Linked DNA regions of Mus musculus: region 2 is linked to region 1. Evidence: chromatin contacts called from public Micro-C data. All regions are on one chromosome and are shown on one strand. The core of a region is the stretch at or near the end of the contact, and the rest is flanking DNA. Distances in the headings are between cores, read along the strand shown. Region 1 overlaps Ext1 (exostosin glycosyltransferase 1). Region 2 has its middle 69 kb from the start of Ext1.

Evidence for each region. A called contact is a pair of places that touch in the nucleus more often than the background predicts.
Region 2: a contact with region 1 is called in a Micro-C map of macrophages, with 5 times the contacts expected there. The contact joins two enhancer-like sites. A contact is called at or near these places in 3 of 484 Hi-C or Micro-C datasets (macrophages, nephron progenitors and peritoneal macrophages) and 1 of 115 datasets of contacts at active chromatin or transcription factors (bone marrow-derived dendritic cells).

Annotation. Positions count from the first base shown.
Region 1 is chr15:53,137,338-53,142,996 of GRCm38.p6, reverse strand. The region is part of intron 1 of Ext1 (exostosin glycosyltransferase 1); the gene reads left to right. Among named protein-coding and RNA genes, the nearest start is that of Ext1, 210 kb to the left of the region's middle. Within about 2 kb of position 2,581, at least 117 of the 459 cell types and tissues checked have an H3K27ac peak or open chromatin away from gene starts, as enhancers often do. A contact at or near this core is called in bone marrow-derived dendritic cells, macrophages and peritoneal macrophages, where this site is marked.
Region 2 is chr15:53,411,608-53,418,043 of GRCm38.p6, reverse strand. It overlaps a transcript of Samd12 not described here. Among named protein-coding and RNA genes, the nearest start is that of Ext1, 69 kb to the right of the region's middle. Within about 2 kb of position 3,068, at least 34 of the 459 cell types and tissues checked have an H3K27ac peak or open chromatin away from gene starts, as enhancers often do. A contact at or near this core is called in bone marrow-derived dendritic cells, macrophages and peritoneal macrophages, where this site is marked.

The DNA.
Region 1 (5,659 bases), core at 1,332-3,831:
CCCTACTACATAGGGAGCCACGGTATAAACTAGGCAGTGCTCCAGAGTGGGAGATGGAGCAATGAACTGCATCCTGAGTCACAAGCTTTATTTCTTTGAAGTGCCAGATAACATTTTACACCCTGTAGGCTTTAGTGTACCTAATGTAGCTATTGCACTCAGCTGGGGTTTGCACAAAAGCAGATAGAACAACAATAAAGGGAAGGTTGCTGAATTCCAATGGAAGTTGATTTATAAAAGCAGGTAGCCCATGGAGCACAGGTTACCACCCCTGCATCAGAGCACGGCCTGCTCTGGCTGAGTGAACATTGTCATCATCTACACGGAATTGTCACCAGGTATTTATGTTTCTTATGAGAATATGTGCTCCTAAACAACACCTCATTCAAAATAAGAATCAGTCAGTGCAGTTGAAAGCTTAGGTTCTTCAAAGGGAAGAATCATAAGTGGGGGCTGGGACGATAGCCCACTGGGTAAAGTGCTTGCCTTGCAAGCGTAAGCATCTGAGTTTGATCCCCAGAACCCACAAAACATAAAACTTACTGTAGTGGCGTGCACTCTTGCAAAACCAGAGCCAAAGAAGAGACAGGGGGTTGTCTGGGGCTGGCTGCCCATCAAGCCGGGCCCACTTGGTGAGCTCCAGGCCAGTGAGATACTTAACTTCACAAACAAGGGGAAGGGCCTACTGAGTCATAACTGCCAACGCTGACCTCTGGCCTCCAAATGCACGCACACACACAAACACAGACATTCTACTACGTCTATACAGAAACATACATGCACGGCAGTAAAGTCAACAAAAAGTTGACATCAATATATCATGAACGCGTATTCTGATATATTTTAAAACTTGTGCCTGGGTCATTGTTTACTAATTGTGGGCTGTATTTTCTAGGTCTTAAACATTCACAGGAAAGCTCCTATAGCTCTAGCTTTTGATGAATTGACCATACCTTTCGAGCCATGAAGGCAATATGAAAAGCTGTCACTAACTAGAACACTCTGTCCCTTCATCTACAAGCTCCATCAATAATTTAAAGGAACAACTTATTCATGAATTCCGTCAGGTCAGCATATTAGTCATGGATCTGCCTTTGGCGAGCCAGCGAGGTGGCCATTCATTGCTCTGATGGCTTTGGCATGTTGATTTGGGGCAAATGAAGCTGATGTGGTATGCACTAGTCTAGGTACAGGTTGTCACTTAAAAGCCTCGTTAGGTGAATGGCTGGATGCCTCCGGAGAGGCGTTCTTACTAGTACAGTATTGCTAGTTGTTTGCATTATAGTAGTTATCAAAAGTTCCTGGCCAGTGAGGGGATTCATTTCTGATTCTGTTTAAAATACCTCAGGAACCAATTCTGTGCTTACAAAGTTCCCCTAACATTTTGTTTGTAAACTAATGTGAGTTTCCAAATATGTAGAAGTCTGGAAAGAATTATCTGATGGACATCGGTAGGGCTTAGGGATTTTGAATCCTAAGCAGGTGGGTAGCTGTTTCAAAGTAATAAGAGAATATCACCTCTGGCCTTTTTAGGAGTATGAGTCTTTAGGAGTGGCCAGAAACTAAACCAGATCAGTTATCTATTGGGTCTCCTTCCCTCTATGCACCCCTCCACTTACTTCTCTTGTCTTCCATTTCCTTTGAGATGTAATCTCAGTATATTACCCAGGCTGATACAACTGTCTTCTGCTCCTAAGCTCAGTTTGCCTCCGTTTCCTGAGTATTTAGGATTATAAGTGTGTATCACCACAGCAGACTCTTATTTTTTGGGAAAACCCCATAAATATTGCACCACGCTGTTGCCCTTGTTCTTCCTTACTTCCAGGAAGTAGAGAAAGAGAAAGAGAAAGAGAAGCAGTGAGGAGAAGGGAAGGAACTCTTTCAGGGGTCTGTAGGATCACTTAGCGAGTCATGATTCCTGCTCTCAAGCCCAGGAAGCTGAGTTCTATCTGTAGCATCCACATCTGTAGCATCCACATCTGTAACATCCACATCTGTAGCATCCACATGGTGGAAGGAGAGAAGTAACTGGTTCAGGTTGTCCTCTGCCCTCTAACACACACACTGTAGTACACACACGCACTCCCACCTACATACACACATAGTAATAAATGAAATATAATTTAAAAAAAACTGTCTCAAAAGGCTGAAGTTGACCCCAAACATCCTGTGTAGCTGGGACTGGCCTTCAATTCCTGATTCTTCTTTTGTCTCCAGCCCCTTAGTGCTAAGTAAGATTAAGGGAATGGGCCACCATGTCTGGCTTTCAACTTTTTTTTTTTTTTTTAAGAGTCACTCTGCTGTCGACTAGTTTTCCTTACTGTTGCAGGCTCACCCTGGCCTCCCTTTACAGGAAGCAAAATCATCACCAGTAATTGCTGCAAGAGGGTTTAGACAGGACTGGTGTTTCCCACATGTTGCTAAGAAACAGAGCCCTCAGATGCCCTTTAGAACTGCGGAGGTCTGTCTTTCTAGTGGTCTAATTCTGCTTACTTACTTCGTAGCAAAGCTTCCAGTGTCTTTTGTTCTCTCCGACTACTTCCTCCCACTAGCCAACCCCAAGTACCATACGGATGTCAGGAAGCCTGTGCTGGCCAGAGCAGGAGACAGGCCCTTCCTTCCACGATGCAGGCTCTCTAGCTGCTGAACTTCTGGAAAGAATGATTGAGGGTTGGAAGAAACCGTTTGACATCCAACCGCAAAGGGAAAAATTAGTCCTGTGACCCTCTCTGGTTCTGTTTCATTCTGCATCCTGCGTACTTTATGAGGAACAACAGCCATGGGAACGGGAGTTATATTTCTCTTTAGAAGATTCGGTCACAATTTAATGGTGATCACAAGTCTGGAGGAAAGACAGGGTTGGAAGTCCTAACTGTACTTTCTTTTAGCTGCTGTCTAAGTTCTGAAAAATGCTACAGCCATTCATCCGCCGTGTTTAATTTCCCATCCCCCAACTCAGGACAGAACATATTCTTACACTGTTGACTTCTGCTGTTTTCCTGCTCTAGCCTATGCTCGGTGAGATGAAGCCAACTGCCCCACTTTGTAAGAAAGTCTTGAAGAAGCATTACGCTCCATTCTCCTTGCTGTTCCCTCTGCCATGAAAGCAATTATATTCTAGAGGCAAGGAAGGTATTGTGTTGCCTGGGTCCCATGGAAAGCATGCAGACTATAGCACTCAATATAACTCTATGACTGTGAGATAGTGGCTCATTTGTTACTGCAGCTTACGTTAACCCAAACGGACTAGCATACCATGTGCATCACACTGCCATGCTAATATTTCTCAGGTTTAGCACTAGAATCATTAAATGGTGTAAAACACCATTCCCTGCCGAGTTTGTCCGCAGATTGGTATTTAGAAAACAGTTTTCCAAAAGGAGGGTTGATTGTGTTCTAGTACTATCCTGAAGGTGAAGACTTACTAGACGCCTGTATCTTAATAAATGCATCGAATCCTGCAGGAAACCAACATTGTTGTATTCTGTGACCTGAACCTCGCCTTTGGCGTAACCCACCAAGCCCTCCCACTCATTGGCTCAGTTCCTCTGTATTGTCATAGTTAGGCCGGTTTTAAGAAGCAGTACTAAAGAACTTCCCACTGAGACATTTCAACACAGAGAGGCTTTCTGATCTCTTTAAAATAAAATGGTTAAAAAAGGTCCCGTGGGAAGAGTTTTCCTCCTTAAGCAGACTCCTGTGGAAGTGTTTACATTTGGATTGGGGGTCTAATTATTGTTTTTCCCACCACAGATCTACCATAGTTGCATCATAGTGCAAGGGTCAGTTTTGTGGGTCACACCCACCAGTGCTCACTGGGCTCATGACCGTCACTCACTTCCCTTCCCATCGCTGGGGCTTTTCCTGGGTAGTGCTCTAACTTCTTAGCCGTCCCTACATCTGTTTCATCATTCATGGTGTGACCTTCCTTTGGGAGGCCAACAAAATCTTAGCAAGTCCAGCAACCCTGGCCTCGGGTTACTGAAGTCATGTAGGACAGAGGTGAGCCCACAAAGGGAAAGTCTTGAGCAAATGCAACAACAAAAGCTATAATTAAAATCTAAGGTCTCCGAGACACTTAGTCATTAGAGCTGGAATGCCCAAGTATTGTAACATGTTCCAGCATCATGGTTAGTTCTGTGTCCAAACCAGTGACTACTTTTAGAAACATCCGCTCCAGATGACCATATAGTTTTTCTGTTTTTCTGTTGTCCTCTTTCCCAAAGACAGGGAGATCCAATGTCTATGAATGCTTGTGGCGTCTGTATGTAAATTTGGTTGTTAACTTCTTTTTTTGTCATGATTTTAGCACCTTAGAAGGATACCTATGACATTGCTCAGCAAGTTTTTGTGCAATGAAGAATGGATGGCAAACAGAAAAAAAAAAGTTACTGTTTAATTTTGCATCAGCCTTTAATACTTTACTGTTAGCGTTGTGTCTTATTAGGAAAAGGACGAAGAGAAAGCCCAAGTTATGATCTTTTACAATGAGATGCACTACATCGCTTATATTTTTACTGCTATTTACATATTTTGTTTTGAGGTATATTGTTCATCCAGGCTTCTCTGTATAGCTCGGGCTGGCCTTGAATTTAGTGTGTAGGTAAGGTTGATCTTGGACTCCTGATCCCCTCACTTCCTTAATGCCAGGATTATAGAACAAAAGCCCATGGCTACTGTGCCTAGCTTCCTATATATTTACTTCTGTTATCGGGGAGGAAAGTCTTTTTAAGAAATAGCGGGGGCTGGTGAGATGGCTCAATGGGTAAGAGCACCCGACTGTTCTTCCGAAGGTCCAGAGTTCAAATCCCAGCAACCACATGGTGGCTCACAACCATCTGTAACAAGATCTGACGCCCTCTTCTGGAGTGTCTGAAGACAGCTACAGTGTACTTACATATAATAAATAAATAAATCTTTAAAAAAAAAAAAAAGAAATAGCAATTTGGGGCTGGGAGGGTGCTCCATATGTAGGAGCATCTGAACCATTGTTGCATTGCCAGCATCTGTACACCGCCGCTCACAGCCAACAGTAAGCTCTGATGCCAGTGCTCTCTTCTGGTCTCACACTTAGCACTTGGCCCTTACATGGTGCCGAGTTATATACATACACTCAGACATGATATTCTTACACGTAAAATCAAAATAAATTATTTCTTAAAAAAAAAAAAAAGACAGAAAACACCACAATACCAAACCCTACTTATCAACAAAGACCAAAAGGGTGGCATATTTTTTAAGCACTTTCCTAAGATTCTGTCATAAATCTTTGGTCTGGAGTGAAATCTATTTTAAAATAACGTTTCTGCAATAACCCGTTCTGTGCTCCTTCCTGGTTCGGATCTGAGTTCTCGATTCCCCTGTGCTCTTTTGCAATCTCTCCGTCCCCGTCTGTGCACGGGCCCCTCCTTCCCTGCCTCTAAATCCTATCGTTCTTTAAAATTCATTTCAAGTGTCATTTCCTCTGGATACACCCCTCATGAGTTAGATGCTTCTCTATCTTAGCGCACCCTGATGCTCTCTGAGTATACTTCCAGCACATCCTATTTATCACTCTTTATTGTGCCTGTTTGATCAATGGTTAGATGATTAAACTCTTAGCGCCTCCAGGCCAAGGCTTGAATATTACTCATCTCTGCATGGTGGGCAACTCATGGAG
Region 2 (6,436 bases), core at 1,819-4,318, 270 kb before region 1:
GAAAGAGGCTGCTGTCAATGGGTCTCTTTTTATGGTCACTGAGCTGCCAAGCAACCCTGCTTGAGCTGGGATAATGGACATCGTGGATTCCATGGTTAATTCTAAACAAGTCTGATGCCGTTTTACAATTTCCTTTGCCTTCAACTAAAATAAGATAGTGACTTTGGAACTATTCCTTTCATAAGACTAAAAATAAATTATGTATGAACACTACTTATTATGGAAGAAAAAGATATAATACAGAAAAAAAAAACAATTGATATTGGACAGAAATCTTGGGTTTACTTTATGAATGGAATACTGAATTTTACTGAGCTAGATAGATTAATTAAAAAGTAAGATGAGAAAGGGAACCTAAAGCGAAAAACAAGTTTCCAGGTTGCTTTTCTTTTTTCAACTCTGTGTGCATGGGCATCATTGACCTGGACATATGCTCTTTAATCCTTTTTTTTCCTGAAAACTAAACAGACTAGAAATGTTGTAGACAATCAAGTCTCTGCCAAAGTCTGCTTTCTTTTGCTGTGCTCCACCCAGTACCATACAGCCGTACCCTGAGCCTCTTGTGACAGAAGCACCTACCATTCCCTTCTCTGTCCACCTTGGGATGCAGGAGCGAACATCCTTCTGGCACACAGATTAGATCAGTGAGTAGTGATTGGGAGCCTACAATATGCTAGCCACCGAGGTAGGTTTTACAAGGAATATAATATTATCACTGCTTTTAAGCCTCCCACAGTTAAGTAGCACTATAAAAGCAAAGCAAAACAAAACTTTAAGATACACTATTACAGACTACTGGATCACCCATAAAGCAAATACCGCATTCATCCACAGTATTATCCAATGATAAAGGACTGTGTGTTCTAAGAACTCAATTGTAGTTTTAATTTAGTTGAGTTCTTCCTAGGTTTGCCAAAATGCAACAGAATATTCTATCCCGAACTTAATTTTAAAAATGAAAAAAATTAAAGAGCTGCTAAACCCATACCTTATAATAGGCTAGATACATTGAACAGAAACAAATATATAAATAAATATGTGTGTATTCATTATACAAGTGTACACAGTATTAAAGTTAATAACCAATATACATATCTAAGTAAAATGTAATTATAGTATGTACTGTCCTGCTGATGGGTGTTACTCAAGAAAGTGTCAACATTTTGTAGGTGAGTTCTTATATGATCAGTACCTTTGATTCCAAAATTGGTACCTCCCTATGTGGTTTTGAGCAAAGGCTGGCCTACTAGTGTAGAAAGTTGACATTCTTTCTCTCACTATTCTCAAGGTGCAGGTTTCATAATGGCAATTCTTCAGCTCCCGATTTGATAGTGCGCAAGTGTTTGCAGCTCTGGGCTACAGACACTTATTCTCTCCTGGTGCCCTTTCTGGATTGTGGCCTGATACAGCCATCAATTCTTTGTTTACACCAATGTGTGATAGTGTGAGGGTTTTTATAACCTTGACCTTGGAAAAGGAAAGATCAGCACTAGGCCCAATGCACCCTGCAAAGGTTTCTGCTTTGTGAAAACAGCTCTCACTTCCTCCTGGGGTTTCTGCTAGCAATCAGCGCATACCTGTTTATGTGACACTGGCATTATCATAAGAATGTGAACAAAGTGCCTGGGGAACACAGAGCAGAGCATGACTAATACTGAGATAACAATGATGCTTGATGATAATGATTAGAAATGCCCCTTCTCTATTATGGATAGCCTTTGACTTTTGCTTAAGCAAAATGTAACTTGGTTTTTTTTTTGTTTTGTTTTGTTTTTTTTTCTAAAGAGAATGGCTTGAGTGTAGGAGATGCTCTAGAGATGTGAACAACAGAGGCACAGAGGCCAGGTAGGATGCCAGCAACAATCCTGATAAAAGTCAAGGAAGACCTCAGTGGAAAAGGCAATCGAGAAAATGAGAGAGAAAGACATTTTGAATGTAGATTAAAGAGATTTAAAACAAATTGGATGAGAGGATGACGGAAGCATAGGAACCAAGAGTAAAGTTCAAGTTTCTAAATTAGACAACTGGATAGCTTATGAAACCATTAGTTCCCGTTAAAAAATATAGGAAGGGAGGGGTTGGGAGATGGCTTACTGGGTAAAGTTCTTACTGTGCCAGAGGAAGAGCTGATGTATATGTCTATAACTCCAGCCAGGAAGAGACAGAGACAGGTGGATCCTAGGAACTTCCTGGGCACCCAGTCTAATCGAAATAACAAGCCCCAGGCTTAAGGAAAAATCTTGTCTCAAAAAATAACATACAGTGGTAGAGGAACACACCTGATATCCACCACATGAGCACAAGTGGGTACATGCACCCCCCACATACATGTGCACACCAAACATATTCATACAAATACACACACACACACACACACACACACACACACACACACATGAAACTGAGGCATTTTTCCTTTGGGAATATAGGGAGGAAAGGGAAGAGTGGAGATACTACTCTTGCCTAGAGGAATTCGTAACCTATGGTTTGGTGTATGGTCAACACTCTTGGAAAGCAGTAATAAGGAACAAGTTGAGGTCTACAGCCAACTAAAGAAACCCAGCTTCCTCGAGTCATGCAAGCAAGCTTATTCTCAGAGCCACTGATAATTCTAGGCTAAGCCATTACGGGGAGTTAACAGGATAATTGCTATTTCTTTCCAAATCTCCCTGGAGATGGTTTCAAGGATTGACTTCTTTCTATAGCTACACTCTTTGTAGTGAGTCTGTGCACAAGTTTTCATAAAAGAAGAATATATTTGTTTTTCTCTTGACTTTGAGTTTGACTAATAAGGTATCGGTAAATGTGATTCCAACCGGGACCTGGAAGATGACTGTGCAGTAGGCCTCACCCTTCTAGATTTCACTCCCCACTATACAAATTAGAACTACTCTGAGATTCCATCTTAGCCCAGTCATAGTGGCTAAGAACTACAGTAACAACAGCTATAATCGTTGACAACAAATTCTAGCATTTATATGGGCAAAGGAAAATACTCATTCATTGTTAGTGGAAGTGAAACTCAGTAGTCAGTATGAAACCAGTCTGGAGCTTCCTCAAAAACAACTAGAAATGAATGTTCCACATGATCCAGCTCTGCCACCTCTTGTCATCGTTACAAAGGACTCTCTATCCTACTACAGAGACACTTGCTTATCCATTTTAACATATCCATGCCCACAATAGGCAGAAAATGAAAACTACATAGATGTTGGTCAATTGATAATGACACCATGGTATATTTACAAAATAAAGTATCATTTTGCTATAAAGAAAAAAGGAAAAGTTAAAGTTCTTAGGTAAATGGTAGAGCAAGAAACCACCATTCTGAGTGAGATAACTGAAACCCAGAAAGATGAAGGCCACATGTCCTCTCTTCTATGTGCATTCTAGCTTTGAATCTTTGGATGTGGGTGTTGAAATTGGAATACTCATAGAAGCAAGGAAACTGGGAAGGGGCTGTGGAGGTTTTAAGAGAAGGAGGGTGAAACACAGATGGTGTGAGGGAGAACGGAGAAATTAATGGAAAGGGAAGGGTTAAATGCGATTGGGGATGAGAGGGCAGAGAACTTAGTATGAGGAAGGTACTGAAGACCAATGAAGAGGCCATATTGAACCTACTACCATAGAAGCTTCCTAAAGTACGTTCAAACACAGATACAATGAAGTTTTAATTTTTTAATAAATTAATTAATTTTTTTACACTCCAGATTTTATTCCCCCCCACCATCCACCCTCTGACTAGTTCACATCCCATACCTCCTCCAAACCCCCCATCTCCACATGGATGTCCCCACCCCCCACCCCACCTGACCTCCAATCTCCCTGGAGCCGCTAGTCCCTTGAGGGTTAGGTGCATCATCTCTGAATGAACATAGAACCAGCAGTCCTCTGCTGTATGTGTATTGAGGGCCTCATAGCAAATGGTGTGTGCAGCCTGGTTGGTAGTCCAGTGTTTAAGAGATCTCAGAGATCCAGATTAATTGAGACTGCTGATCCTCCTACAGGGTCACCCTTCTCCTCAGCTTCTTTCTGCCTTTCCCTAAATCAACAACAGGGGTCAGCTGCTTCTGTCCATCGGCTGGGTGCAAATATCTGTGTCTGGCACTTTCAGCTGCTTGTTGGGTCTTCTGGAGTGAGGTCATTCTAGGTCCCTTTTTGTGAGCGCTCCATAGCCTTGGGACCTCCCCTTGAACTGGTTCCCACTTTGGACCTTCTTTTCCTCAGGTTCCTCTACATTTCCATCCCTGTAATTCCTTCAGACAGGAACAATTGTGAGTCAGAGTTGTGACTATGGGATGCCCTTTCTTCCTGCTGGAGGTGTGCTCTGTAAATTCCCTCTCCCTACTGTTGGGAATTTCCTCCCAGGTCTCCGGTGCATTCTGGAGGGTCCCCTCCACCCCCTACCTCTGGAGGTTGCCAGTTTCCATTCTTTCTGCTGGTCCTCAGGACTTCATTCCTTTTCCCTCACCCAGTACCAGATCAGGTTCCTCTCCCCCCCCAACACACACTTTCCCCCGCCCCTGTCCACTTTCCTTCCTAGGTCCCTCCCTCCCCACTTGTGATTGCTTTCTTTTTCCACCCAAATGGGACTGAGGTGTCCTCACTTGGGCACTTCATCTTGTTGACTTTTTTGAGTTCTGTGGACTTTATCTTGGGTATTCTGTATTTATTTTTTGGCTAATATTTACTTATTAGTGAGTACATACCATGCATGTCTTTTGGGGTCCGAGTTACCTCACTCAGGATGATATTTTCTAGCTCCATCCATTTGCCTGCAAACTCAGGATGTCCTCATTTCTAATAGCTGAGTAGTATTCCACTGTGTAAATGAACTACATTTTCTGTATCCATTCTTCTGTCATGGGACATCTGTCTGGGTTGTTTCCATCCTCTGGCTAACATGTGCCCCTATGGAATGGTGGGGCATCTTTTGGGTATAGTTCCAAGAGTGGTATTGGTGGGTTTTCAGGTAAATCTATTTCCAATTTTCTGAGGAATCTACAGTTTGATTTCCAGAGTGGTTGTACCAGTTTGCAATCTCACCAGCAATGAAGGAGTGTTCTTTCTCCACATCCTCTCCAACATTTGTTGTCACTTGAGGTTTTGATCTTAGCCATTCTGACTGGTGTGAGGTGGAATCTCAGGGTTGGTTTGATTTGCATTTCTCTAATCACTAAGGACTTTGAACATTTCTTTAGGTGAATCTCATCACTGAGATTCCTCAGTTTCAACATCTCGATTTAGTTCTATACCTCAGTTTTTGATTGGGTTGTTTGGTTTTTTGGTGATTAGCTTCTTGAGTTCTTTATATATTTTGGATATTAGCCCTCTATCAGATGTGGGGTTAGTGAAGTTTTTTCCCAGTCTGTAGCTTGTCAATTTGTCTTAGTGACTATATCCTTTGCCTTATAGAAGCTTTCCAGTTTCATGAGGTCCCATTTATCAATTCTTGATTTTAGAACATTCGAGTTCTGTTTAGGAAATTTCCCCCCTGTGCCAATGAGTTTAAGGCTCTTTCTCACTTTCTCTTCTATTAGATTCAATGTATGTGGTTTTATGTTGAGGTGCTTGATCCACTTACCCCATAATGGAAGACAATATGTCTCCCAGAAACTATACACCACCAAATATACAGTGCCAGGTATATGTATGTCTTTTCTGGTTGTTGGTCAATGGAATCCAAAAACATTACAAAATATTACCATATCTCTAGGTAACCCTTCAGAACTTAATGGTGATACCCTATTGCCAAAGACACCACATCCTTCAATCATGGCACATAGAGAAATCAAGCTGAGACTGACCTGGCTTTATCATCACTGGCTAACTTTCCTAGTGCTGGAAAGCTCTATGCACAGAGAGTAGAAAAGTAATCAACAATTTTACCCATTTGTGAGATATATCACCTTGCCTGTCAAGATATGTTCAATGAAGCAAAAATGACAAGAGCGTTATGGAAGTAACCAACCACTTCCTGGTTGGATTTAAGGCAGGTTTTTGAAATGAAATCCATTCTTGAGAGCATTAACTAGGCCAAAAACTATAGCTAGCTAGATCATACACCCCAGGGGAGAGCTTAATGCTTAATACTGTGTTAAATCAAGTTAGGAATAATCTGACCCCCATGCTCTTAACTTTATACACACAGATAAATACGCCTCTCAACCTTCATCAGAGACAATTATTCTTGTAGTAGATAACAATTAAAACAAAGACTCTGCATGGTGTACAGAGAAAAAGAGACTGTGGAAGTACTCAGCATTAAATAAGACATCTACATCACAGACCCCTCTCCAAGGCTCAAAGTTTGGGGAAGAGAGGACCAAATGGTTGTAAGAGCCAGATGTTGTGGGTGGACATCTCCAGCAAAACAGTATTTACCACACATTACAGGGCATACACACATGAGCTCACAGTGCCTGAAGCTGAATGC